2 separate regions of the Mus musculus genome follow, and region 1 is linked to region 2. Evidence: chromatin contacts called from public HiChIP or PLAC-seq data. All regions are on one chromosome and are shown on one strand. Each heading gives the region's core, a stretch centred on a gene start, on an enhancer-like site or on the middle of the called end of the contact. The rest is flanking DNA. Distances are from core to core; before and after follow the strand shown.

Evidence for each region. HiChIP or PLAC-seq counts read pairs in DNA pulled down with a chosen protein or histone mark.
Region 1: a contact with region 2 is called in a FOXA1 HiChIP or PLAC-seq map of pancreatic cancer cells. The contact joins the promoter of Reep6 here to the promoter of Dapk3 in region 2. A contact is called at or near these places in 1 of 39 promoter capture datasets (neural stem cells), 1 of 484 Hi-C or Micro-C datasets (B cells), 5 of 115 datasets of contacts at active chromatin or transcription factors (cardiomyocytes, hepatocytes, microglia and 2 more) and 3 of 9 other capture datasets (adipose tissue, liver and pancreatic islet).

Annotation. Positions count from the first base shown.
Region 1 is chr10:80,328,051-80,334,529 of GRCm38.p6, reverse strand. It overlaps Reep6 (receptor accessory protein 6), which reads right to left and starts at 4,385. Exons shown (of 5, transcript NM_001204931.1): 1 at 4,185-4,385; 2 at 934-1,027; 3 at 703-841; 4 at 396-564. The coding sequence starts at 4,299. It overlaps Pcsk4 (proprotein convertase subtilisin/kexin type 4), which reads left to right and starts at 5,057. Exons shown (of 15, transcript NM_008793.2): 1 at 5,057-5,259; 2 at 5,480-5,584. The coding sequence starts at 5,080. It overlaps Gm51809 (a long non-coding RNA gene), which reads left to right and starts at 1,345. Exons shown (of 3, transcript XR_003949017.1): 1 at 1,345-1,863; 2 at 3,389-3,587; 3 at 4,038-4,071.
Region 2 is chr10:81,178,810-81,184,731 of GRCm38.p6, reverse strand. Dapk3 (death-associated protein kinase 3) reads right to left here and starts at 1,725. Exons shown (of 9, transcript NM_001190474.1): 1 at 1,636-1,725; 2 at 657-756. The coding sequence starts at 1,648. It overlaps Eef2 (eukaryotic translation elongation factor 2), which reads right to left. Exons shown (of 14, transcript NM_007907.2): 4 at 5,840-5,922; 5 at 5,473-5,651; 6 at 5,281-5,386; 7 at 4,936-5,188; 8 at 4,655-4,850; 9 at 4,321-4,579; 10 at 4,060-4,167; 11 at 3,575-3,928; 12 at 3,322-3,504; 13 at 3,107-3,239; 14 at 2,223-2,843. The coding sequence ends at 2,650. Snord37 (small nucleolar RNA, C/D box 37) reads right to left here and starts at 5,771; the gene lies at 5,719-5,771.

The sequences.
Region 1 (6,479 bases), core at 3,136-5,635, 850 kb after region 2:
AAGCAAGATAGGGCGGGGTGATACCTGTCATTCCAACACCCAGGAGGTAAGGGCACGAAGATCAGGAACAAAAGATCAGCCTCAGCTATACAGTGAGTGGGAGGGTAGCCTGGGCTACATGAAATCCTTTCTCTCTCAAAATAACCTAGTTAGCCACGTGTAGTGGCATGAACCTTTAATCCTAGCTCTCGGGAGAGAGGCTTAGCTAGGTGGGTCTTTATGAGTTTAAGGCCAGCCTGGTCTACAAAATGAGTTCCTAGCCAGACAGGATTACATAGTGAGACCCTGTCTCAAAATAAATAAATAAATAAAATAAATAGGAAAACCCAAAGAGAAGGGAAAAATAAATCCAGCATCCAAATCAAGTCTCTTGGGCATCTGCCCCAAGTACACACCGTCCCGGGTTATCCCAGCTGCTAGGTCCAATGCTCTTCCGCTTAGCTGGCTCGCGGCGCTGTCTAGAGCCATGTGGTGCTTTAGAAAGAGTGGTCTTATGACGCGATGGTATAGTAGTAATGCCCCGTTCCAGGGTCCGGGCGTCATGCAAAATAACAGGAAGGCGCACTGTGTAGGGAAATTGAGCTGTGACTCACAGGGCCCGCGTCACCCGCCTCCCCCGCCACAGGGACACACCACACTGTCAAACAGGGCAGCCACTCCTATGCCTCCCGACCTGCTCCCAGGGCTAGCAAGCCTGCCTACCTTGCCCGCGTAGTAGAAAGGGAACCAGAACAGGAGTAGATCGCTGAAGAATTCGACCAGACCGAACAGGGCGTACACCACCCAGTAGGTTAGCCACACAGTGTCGTCTTCCTTGCTTGGGCTCTCGATAGCTTTGACTCTGTCCAGAGGAGAATGCACATGTCTGCCCTCCAAGTGCCATCTTTGAGTACCCGAAGCCTCCCACCCCTGTGGACTGCCTGCTGCACTCACGAAGCATATGCGGGGTATACAAATCCGATGACATTGCACAGTAGAGAGGCCCCGTAACCGAACAGAAGATACAGGCCTAGAAGGGCGAGGGCTCCTGCAAAGACAAGAGCGAGCATTGGGCAATGCCTGCGACGCAGGGCCCGCCTGACACTCCCTGTGCCTCCTTCCTGGGCAGTGAATCTCCGCTGCAGCCTTGAACCCTGGCTTGATGGCCAAGAATTCAGCCTTTTTTTCTCCTCTTCCTCCTCTTTGAGACAGAGTTTCACAAGGCAGTCCTGCTTGTCTTCAAACTCAGGCAGATCTGCCTGCTTCTGCCTCCTGAGTGCTGGGATTAGAGATGTGCTCTGCCACATTGACAATCTTGGGGGTATTGTTTTGTTTTGGGTTTTTTTTGTTTTTTTTTTTTTTTTTGAGATTGGGTCTTTCTGTGTAGCCCAAGTTGGCCTTGGATTCTGGCCCCTCCGATGTCAGCCACTGGAGTACTGGATGACAGAGTACACAGACCACATAGTGAGTTCAATGGCAGCCTGGGCTCCAGAGTCCAGGTTTCAAACCCCACCACCCAAAAAGGGTAGGGGAGAGAGACGACTCAGTGGCCAAACGCTTTCTATGAAGGCCCGAGGACGTGAGTTTGGAACCCAGCACATACCAACAAAACAGAACTAACAAGAACAGGCTTGCTACAGTGTGTCTGAAACCCAGCACTTGGGAGAGGGTGGCAAAGACAAACAGCTCCCTGGACCTCACTGAACAGTCAGTCAACCTGAAGCAATGAGCTACAGATTCACAGAGCAAGTGGAGAGAAGCCAGCCAGATGGCTCAGCACTTGCCAAACACAAGGGCCATGTAACCTGATTGCTTCCATGTGGTGGAAGATCTCTCTTTCCATCTCTGTGTCTCTCTCTCCAGCGTACCTCCCAAGCAAACAAGGTGAGCTATTCCTTGCTCTTCAGTTTCACTGCTGCCCATGTACAGGCGGCTGGGGTTGACTTCTGCTCCCTGGGGCACTTGTGGTGGGTTGTGGCTTTACTTAGTGCCTTCATTACCGCACTCCACAGAGCAGCCTTCTGGCCACTAAGACACTTGGCAATGAAAAGCTGGGAGCCACCATTGTGAATCTGTCACTAGACGGTGCCAAGGAAGAGCACAGGGCTTGTGGGATCTGGGGCCTTATTGTGCTCCAATGAAGGTCAGAGGCTAGGCAAAGAGGGGAGGTGGGAAGGCTTATCCACTTGAGGGGACCTTTGCCCTTGGGGCAGCTGGGACTAGGATGGCTCCTCCTTCCTCCCCCACAGACTGTTATCTGCAGGGACACAGGCGTCGGAGCCTAAGGTCAGAGTCCCGGCCCCTCCTTCCATCTGCTCTGGGTCTTATCCTCTTCGACCTAAGGATGAAGAAGGAGGGGGCAGCAGCTGGCCCCAGTGACCTTTGTACCACTGCCCCCAATAAAGTTGCCAGCCTCATTTAGTGTCTGAGGGCATAGCGTGGCCATTTGGGGCAGTTGAGATAAGGGTCCTGAAGCAGGTGGGAGATGTCACCCTGTCTCTGGCACTCATGGGGTGGAGAGGGCTCTTCCAGTGTACTGGTCCCCTCAATCTCTTTAACTACAACCTCAGCAGGAAGAGGATAACCTTGGACAAAGGCCTTAGGGCAGGGAGGGAGCAAAGGCACAGAGACAAATGGACAGGACAGGTGACAGGTTTCACAACACAGCCCCTGCCACCTAGGCCTTAGTTCCCCTCCTGGCTGCCCCCCCCCCCAAGGTACTATGATGCAATTTGCCTAGTGATGTGGAAAGACAGGACAGAGGCTGTGGCCTATACCTGGGCCACACAGCGGGAAAATGGGCTGTCTTACGGTGCTGAGTCACAGGTGCAGTCTGGACAGATATCAGAACCCCCACACAAACACGGGGGGTCGGGTGGAGCCCACCTGCCCTCCAGCTGGTGAGGAAGTGACAGTACGTGGAACTTTGGGGATCTGTGGCAAAGGGCTTTATGTCCTTCACTCAGAGTTGCCGTGGTCTTGTGATTCAGGAAGGGAGGGGGACTTCAGAACACCACTGCAAGTTTCTGAAGACCCCAAAAGAAGGTCCCTAAAATCATTTCAGAAAGATGATGCACCAAGGCCCTTTCCACACTGCAGAAGGGGTCTAGAACAAGAATGGACCTAAAAACAGCTGAGGTGCTTGGATGGATAGTCCCTTCCTGCAAGTCCCTCCCCAAATCCCAGCCACTACCTTAGATCAACAAATATTGACTCAAAGCTATTGTGCTGAAGCACGGAGGAAGAGAGAGAGCCTAGTGTCCGGGTGCTGGGTCAGTCTCCTCCCAGCCTGGGCCTCAGAGGGCTCAGAGATCCACGGGGACTTTCTCCATGAGAATATTCGAGAAGGAGTACACACAATGGGCTGATAGGGCTGGGGTTGTTGTCCCTTGTTTTTCCATCCACTTAGGGGCCAGCTGGGCCACTGGAAAAACCAGACTTGCAGAGAAACCAGACTTGGGGCCTGGCATGCAGCCAGGGCCCCAAGAGGAGGCAGGTCACATGGAGAGTTGCAGTAGGACCCTAGGGTGCCCTTTTCCAAAGACCTTGGAAGAGAAGCAGGCAAATGAAAATCCCCCTTCTTGGGATTCCAGGATGAGACCCTACAGGTAGGTCAGAATGCCCAAATAATAACAGGGTCCCTGGGGGAACCAGAATGTATTTCCCTTCCATAGATAGGCACCTAGGACATTTTGGTTGCCTGTTGGGGACCCAGCTGTGCATTTCTTCCCAGTCTGGTCTGGGTGCCTAGTACCTCATGAGGTCTTTTCCCAGGCCCATCAGGGACCCAAGATATGCACTCCTTCTAGGTCTGAGTCCTTATGGCCTTGTAGAGGCCCTCAGGAACCTAGGATGTGCACACCTTCCAGGTCAGAGTTCCCAGAACCTCACGATGCCTGGTATAAGGGTCCATCTTAGAGATGGGATGCTGCAGCTAGGAATGAACTCTCAGGACCTCCCAAACCCCGTAGAAAACCTAAGATGTAAACTCCTTCCAGGGTGAGGGCACCCAAACTTCAAGATGCCCAGTCAGAACTTGGGTCCTGCAACTTATACAGGGATAGGACCCGGGAGCCAAGCCTGCATTCCCAGGGCCTCCTGGAGCTCGTCTAGAACCCATGACATGAGTCCTTTCCAGTGATGGGACCCAGGACCTCATGGTGCCCGTTGGGAACCAAGTGACATGCACCCCTCTCCAGGCTCACCCGCGGCGAGATACCGCTTCTCTACACCGGTCCTTGCTTCGAGCGCCCCGAGCGCTTCGGTGGCCACGTTCTTCTGTTCCAGAAAACGTTCGAAGCGCTGGCGCAGACCGTCCATGGCAGCGGCGGGCGCGGGGCAGGCCACTGAAGCACGCCCGCAACCTCGCGCACCGGCGCCGCCGAGAGCGCACTTTCACCACCCGCCCACCGCCCGGCCCCGCCCCCGGCCCAGTGCTTTCGGCCCCGGACCCTGGCTCCGCCCCCGCCCCCCGGCTCTGGCCAATGGGAGGGCAGGGCGGACAAAGGAGGTGGGGCCTGCCCCGTCTCCCCGGCCGCATGGCCCTCTGGCCAGGGTGAGGGCCGGGGCGGCAGCGAGGAGTCCCGAGGGGGCGGGGCCCCAGGGTGATGGCGTGTTGATTGGTCAAGAGGGTGTGGCACGATAGTGATTGGACAAGCGGTAGATTATTGACGGAGAGCGATTGACGTGGGTGGAGCTAGTTGAGGAACAGATGGGCGGAGCCTGGTAAAGATCAGCGCTGATTGGACAGACCAGAAAGGAGGCGGGACTACACTGGAAAAACGAAGCTGATCACGAAGGAGGGGGCGTGGAGAAAAGTGGGCGGGGCCAAATAAAGGTTGAAGGCACCTGTTACCTTGAACCTGCTCCTAAGGGCAGATGGAGGGGTTGTCCTTGTATAGGTGGAGAAAGTGAGGTTCCCGAAGGCTTAGGTCCCTATGAATGTGTCACTCCTAGTGGAATATTCCCACCCCTCCCAGGTGGGGAGGGGGTGGGGGAGGAAGGAAGCGCAAGGCCCCTTGGGAGTTGACAGCTTCGCGTTGCTATGGTGTCCAGGCTGGGAGTGCTTCCTGAAGCCCCGCCCCCGCCCCGCCCCCCGCTATGCGGCCCTCCCAGACAGAGCTGTGGCTGGGTCTGACTTTGACTTTGGCCCTCCTGGCTGTGAGGTGGGCCTCAGCCCAGGCCCCCATCTATGTCAGCAGCTGGGCAGTGCGGGTGACCAAAGGTTACCAGGAAGCTGAGCGCCTGGCCCGTAAATTTGGCTTCGTCAACCTGGGACAGGTGGGTGGGACGTGGGGTGTGGGTCTGGACAACCTCAGATCTGGACAAATGGGAGGGTGTCCCCAAGACCTCCCCAAATATGTATCTGTGTGCCCCTCCATGTTCAATTTGGGATTCTGTGGCTGTCATATGGACCCCTGGCTGAGGTGTATAAAGTCGTGGAGATCCTATCAAAGGAGCAGGGTCCCAGCTATGCCCCTGTTGTCCGTCGCATTCCCAGATCTTCCCTGACGACCAGTATTTCCATCTGCGGCACCGGGGTGTGGCCCAGCAGTCCCTGACTCCACACTGGGGCCATCGTCTACGACTGAAGAAAGATCCCAAGGTGAGAGTGCTCGTGGATGCTGTGTCCCAACCAGTAGCCTTCTGTCACCGTTCCTGCTATGAGTGGCCTGTGTGAAGTGGGGCCTAGTTGGGGAAGCCATGTGTGAGCTAGGCGCATATGTAACACAACTTAATATCCAGGGGGACTCAGATAAACCCTTGCCCTGTTGTCCTGAATGGAAGGTCTCATGCACTGGTCCTTTCCCCCCCTGCAAGCCACAGGATGTAGGGAAGGGAACCGGTCCATTTCAGCACACAGGGGAGCTGGAGTCGGTGAGTGTGCAGAACCAGGGGCAGAGCCCAAGTTTTTGGTGCTTCTGTAGGTGTCCTGTCCACATTAGGCCAGTCTGCCACTGGGAACAACTCTTAGATGGCAGTCAAAAAACAGGCATGGAGGTGTGGTATGAGCCATAGAGGGTTACAGGATACGTTAGAGAGGGGATCACCTGCACTGGGACCTATCTTAGCTATTGCTATGACAAATACCATGACCAAAGCAACTTCCAGAAGGAAGACTTTATTGGAGCTTATTGGACTCAGAGGGTGAGGCCATGGCCAGTATGTCAGGGAGCATAGCAGGAGGGGTCAAGGTGGTGCTGATAGTTCACAAGGGGAAGGGAGAGCTAGCTGGAAAGGACATGGGCTTCTGAAACCTCCAAGCCCACCACCCACCTCCCAGTGATAGCGATAGACCTTCTTAAACAGGTTCACCTACTGGGAACCCAGCCAAGTATAAAAGGTAGGGGCCATTCTCATTCAAACCACCACAGGGACTCAGTGTCTTTAGAAGCCAAGCCTCTGAAGGAAGAGAATGAAGATAAATAGAAGTGGATAGATGGACAGAGATGGTCACCCAGAAGAACATGGCTCCTGAGAGAGACTAAGATGGGGTGTAA
Region 2 (5,922 bases), core at 476-2,975:
GGGGAGACACCAGTATAAAAGCATCCATGTACAGAACTCAAGAAAGGCAGACCCAGCAAGTCGTAAAACAGCCTGTGCAGTGTGGTGGGACATCACCCAGGGCTGCCAAGGACTCCCTGAGCTCAGTCCCTGGAACTGGCTCGCATGGGAGAGGAGAGCACAGACTCCAGGAAGCTGTGCTGTGACTAAGACACATATGCACACAAAATATAGTAATTACATAAAAGAAGTTCAAGGCCAATCTGGGGGACATGAGAGCCTGCCTTTAAAAAACCAAAATCAAAATCAGCCAAGGCCAGGGTGGTGGTGCAATCCTTTAGCTCCAGCACTTGGGAAGCAGAGGCAGGAGGATCTCTGTGATGAGCAAGTTCCAGACCAGCCAGGAGTACATAGTAAGACTCTGTCTCATGGGGGAAAAGAAGAAACCGAGCTGAGAACAATCCCATAGCAGACAATGCTCCGAGGCACTGTCCCCGGCTCAGGGGCAGCAGCTACAGGTCTCTGTGTCTCTCTCCACAGAGGACACGAGAGAAAAGGAACTCAGGTTCCCTGTCATCTGGGAACCTGAAGTCTGGCGTGGTACCACCAGAAAACTCTGTGGCCACTGCTTCAAGACACTGAGGAGAGGAAGGGCACCCACCTCCCACGCCACTCACCTGCCAAGCTCCTCTCCCATCTCATAATGGTCCTCAACATCCTCTTGCCTGAATGTGGACATGGCGGCTGGCCTTCTGAAGGATTCTGGGGACACAGGAGCTGGAGGGACAGAGGAAACAGGAAATGTTTATCACGGATCCGACTTCTCCCAAGAGGCTTCCCCAGCATATGTGACACACAATGCCCCTGCCCCAGATTTTCTTTGGTCATCTACAGCCTCTACCCACAATTTGGTCATGGTAGAGCAAACCTGACACCCCACACTGGGGAGCGGAGGGCTGCACGGCTACGAGTTCAAGAGCATACTCAAATACTTGGTGAGTTACAAGCCAGCCTGAGTTCCATGAGACCAGCTCAAGTGACTGGAGAGATGGCTGAGACGGTAAGAGTGGGTGCTGTACTTGCACAGTCTCCAAGTTCAGTTTCCAGTGCTCACTAGTATCTCTAACTCCCAGGCCTGATGACCTCTAACGCTCTCTTCAGGAACCTCAGGTACCTGCGGGCACTGTGACACCCCTCTCAGAAACAAGCATAGATATAACTAAAAGAAGCGGAACAACATCTCTCAAGCAGTATATATATATATATATATATATATATATATATATATATGTACAAAACTATAAAACACAATACAGTGTCAGGTGCCCTTTACCCTAGCACTCAAGAGGCTGAGGCTGGAGGATTAAACAGAGTTCCAAGTCAGCGTGGGGTTCTCTACTCGAAACACTTCCATAGCGTCCGGCTCTTGAAATTCCTACCTAGCTTCCTCACCTGTCAATCATGCCCACCAGCACCCCGGAACTCAGGGGTGTCGCCGGAAACCTGACACATGCGCAGCAGTGTTGCTATTCCTAGAGGTCCACCCCTCGAGATTGGAGAAAGCCATGCCCCTCGCGGGTTCCCTCCCCTCGCTCCCGCCCTCGTCGCGTGTCCCTTGGGTCCCAACACAACGTCCCGGACCCGGCCCATTCGTACCGTCCTCAGCCATCGAGTCCCCGCCCGGTGCCAGCGAGGCCCCCGCGAGAACCTCCGGTACAAATCCTGAGACGGCATCTACGCATGCGCTGACAGCGCAGGGGCACACCTCCGCAAAACCCGAAAACCAGCGCTCATTGGACTACGACTTTAACCGGAAATTGAATGCACACGCTCATTGGTTAGCATCTGACCTCTCAGCGGAAGCGGACGTTGACTAGTGACGTCATCACCCAAGGCTAGGCGAGAGTCCAGTGCTCATTGGCCAGCCTGACAGATTCACAGGAAGGCTCGACACCGCCCTTGTGGAGCACATCATTATTGGGCTCCTGGCTGATGATTGGCTAACGCGAGAGGCTGAAAGCCAATAACCTGGAGCCGGGTATGCGCAGACCAAACCCCTGATGTGCAGGTCTATGGAGTGATTCAAGTTTGTGGAATGGACTGAGGCAGTACTGTGAACTCACAATAAAACCCATTCTGTCGCACGGGGTGCAGTGTGTGTGTTATGTGTGAATCACCGCAGGCCACCTAAGGGTAGCCAGATACCCTGAAAACCAGGAAAGCGTGCGCTGTACAAAACAGAGTTGCGAGCACATGTGGATCAACCACTGTAGTTTATTACTCCAATGATTCATTCCCACAGCCGGGCTGCAAGTCTAAGGCAGGCTGCCTGCCTTCCTGGAGGCACTTACCCCACCTCCCCCTCTGGGGGAACTCCACTTGGCCATGGACCCCAAAAACCTCTGAATGCATTTATTTAGACTTTTGGACATCTGCGCGTTTCCCTCTGAAAATGTTAAGAGCCGTGTCCCGCCCACCCCACAGCCTGCCAGTCCAGCCTGCAGAGAGATTCCCGCTATCTTGTAATTCCGAAATAAATAGAATTGGTAGCAAGTGAGTGCTGAGTGATGTCAGGGTGGCCCCAGCAGCCTCTAGAGGAGCACTGTGGGACAGTCTCAAGGTGTCTTCTGATGGGTGGGCACTGTGCAGCATGTGGCAGTATCAGGCTGCCTACAGTTTGTCCAGGAAGTTGTCCAGCGCTGGGATGCCCTCTTTCAGGCCCTTGCGCTTGCGCGTCTCAGCTACCACTTGGCTGGGGCGGCTGCTGTTGTCAAAAGGATCCCCAGGCAGGATCTGCCAGTGGTCAAACACGCACTGGGGGAAGGCCTGGCCGCCGGTGTTGGATCGCAGATCAGCGGTGAAGCCTAGACAGAAGACAGGAGACTCAGGTGACTTCCCTGGGGGGGTGGGGTGGGGGGGGGACATGCTTAGCTGTCTTGCCACCCCTCCCAGGAGGGATTCCTGGGTCCTTTGTTTTGGTTTCTCTGTGTAGTTTGTAGCTCTGTCTTTCCTGGCACCCTTAAGCAAGCTGGCCGTGATGACAGAAATCTGCTTCTGTTCTGCACCCCGCAGCTATATTACACAGGCCTTGCAGGTTATCTGCAAACCCCAGGGACCAGACACTCACCAAAGGACTCATTGACAGGCAGGTATGCCTTGACCACAAACATGGGGGTACCAGCCACCTGGGACTCCTCAAACACATGGCCACGCTTCCTGTTCAGGACACCGTAGATGCCACCCACCACTTGCTCAGGACACTTCGAGGAAAAAGAGAGAACATGGTGAGCAGTGGGCAGAGGCAGGAGGATAGACAGACACCACCTAAGATACACAAGTTACCTGGATCTCCACCAGATAGATAGGCTCCATGAGGCGGGGCTGTGCGGTCAGCACACTGGCATACAGGCAGCGGCGTGCTGTGGGGATGATCTGGCCACCTCCCCGGTGAATGGCATCAGCATGCAGGGTCACATCATGAACATCAAACCGCACACCACGCATGTTTTCCTCACAGAGAGCGCCCTGTGAAGAGCTGGAAGTTAGACACCAGCAGCCCCTCAGAACACAGGGTCACCAATGCTGAGTCACTTACCTCCTTAGTAGCCCACTGGAAGCCAGCCACCACACTGTCCTTGATCTCATTCAGGTACTGCACACCCTTGGTGATGTCGGTGAGAATGTTGGGGCCAGTGCCATCAGGGCCAAAGCACCAGATCTTGCGGGCTTCAGCAACGTCCCACTCATACTTTTCGGCCAGGTAGCGGGCACGTGCCTTGAGCTCCTGGCGGGCAGACACCTCACCCTTATCGATGTCCTCTGCCAGGCCATCAGGGAAGGGCCTGGCCTTCATGTACAGCCGGTTGTGCTTATTGGGGGACTTGGACAGACACAGCACGTTGGATTCCTCACTGACTGTCTCCCGATATGACACAACAGGGTCAGATTTCTGTGAAAGGGAAACAGACCACAACTGTCAACACTACAGGGCTTCCAGGGGGCCTGCATAGAACCCTCAGCACATGGTGCAGCACCTCAGGCACATAGGCAGAAGGATGAGACGCCCATTCTGGTGCCCACCTTGATGGGGATGCAGGCATGGTCCTCCTCCAGGTCCTTAAGGCAGATCTCCAGGTGCAGCTCACCGGCGCCAGCAATAATATGTTCTCCAGACTCCTCAATGATGCACTGTGGGAACAATGGTCAGCACCCTGCCGTCCTCCCCAGGCATAGGGCTCAGCCCTATGACAACAGCCAATACAGGCCTAGCCTCAGCCCTCCCCTGCTTTTGCCAGGTGTTCCCCCTCTCCAACCACAATAAGCCAAGACCTAGTGGCACACCTGCACCATAGGGTCAGACTTAGCCAGCCGCTTCAGCCCCTCCACCAGCTTGGGCAGGTCAGCTGGGTTCTTGGCCTCCACTGCCACACGGACGACAGGGCTGACGCTGAACTTCATCACGCGCATGTTGTGAGCGTGCTCAAAGGTAGTGATGGTCCCCGTCTTCACAAGGAACTGGTCCACTCCGACCAGCCCCACAATGTTTCCACATGGCACGTCCTCAATCGGCTCCACGTAGCGGCCCATCATCAGAATGGTTCTAGAGGGAGGGCAACTGTCAACAGGGTGCTCCTGGGAAGCAGCCAGGACTCAGGAAAATAAGGCCAGTGCCCACCTCTGGATAGGCTTCAGGTATAGGTCCTCTTTCTTCCCAGGCGTGTAGTTGGGGCCCATGATCCGGACCTTCAGGCCCGTGGACACCACCCCAGAGAACACTCTACCAAAGGCATAGAAGCGGCCTTTGTCAGAGGTTGGCACCATCTTGGAAATGTACATCATAAGTGGGCCTTTGGGGTCGCAGCTCTTAATACCTATGGAAAGTTGGGAAATCGAGTCACCTGGTTGCCAAGGCTGGAGGACCCAAGAGCTAAGCCCAGGAGCCCCTACAGTACATACCCATGGCGGCCTCATCGTCGGGAGGCCCCTCGTATAGCAGCTCACAACGGTACTTCTGTGCAGTGACGGGGGATGGTAAGTGGATGGTGATCATCTGCAGGAGGGCGTCCCCTGCAGGCAGCCAGCGGCGCATCACAGCCTTGAGCAATGGCTTGCCCTCCTTGTCTTTGTCCTCGCTGTCCAGCTTGATGTCCAGCTTCTCGATCAGCTTGGCTGTCTCCTCCTTCCTGAAGTTCATGATGGCGTCGAACACCTGTTTGCACAAGGGAAGCAGATGAGCAAGGCCAGGTCATGGGAGCGACTTCCCAAGGCTGGGAACACAGGCCAGGACCACAGCTTACCCACCTTGAAGATGGGGTCCAGGATGAGCTGGCAGAAGGTGCGGGGAAGTTTTTTCCCATCTGGGCTATTGGCTGACTTACTGAACTTGCCATTGGCCGGATCAAAGTACCTGTAGAGAGCAGTCACATAGTATCGGCAGGCAGGCATTGTCCACAAGTAGCAGGGGTAGAGACAGTCACACAGCCATGTACTCACCGGTCTCCCCACAGCTTCTTCATCATGTCCTCTACTTTCTTGGCACGCTCGGCTGCGCTCAGCTGGCCCTCACCCTTGGCTGCAAACTTGGCCACATACATCTCCGCAAACTGCTTCAGGGTGAAGGCCCAGCCATGCAGGCCAGAACCAAAGCCTACGGTGCCCAGGACGGGGTCAATCTGAGGGAGGAGAGCAGCAGTTAGCCCGGCAAGATGGTCAGCAGCCAGCCCAGCCACAAGCCCACAGTCTCAGACACTGAGTTTCTTCAACAGACATCAGGTCAAAGTGAAGAATTTCCGTCATCATGGTGGGTCAGAGATTCCCAGGGAGCGTGGCCCTGACCGCCCCCCATAGAAGAGCTTCGCACCATGATATTGCCCATGGGCCCACTCTCGCCCTCGCCGTAGGTAGAGATGATGACGTTGACGTTCTCCACGATGCGCTGGAAGG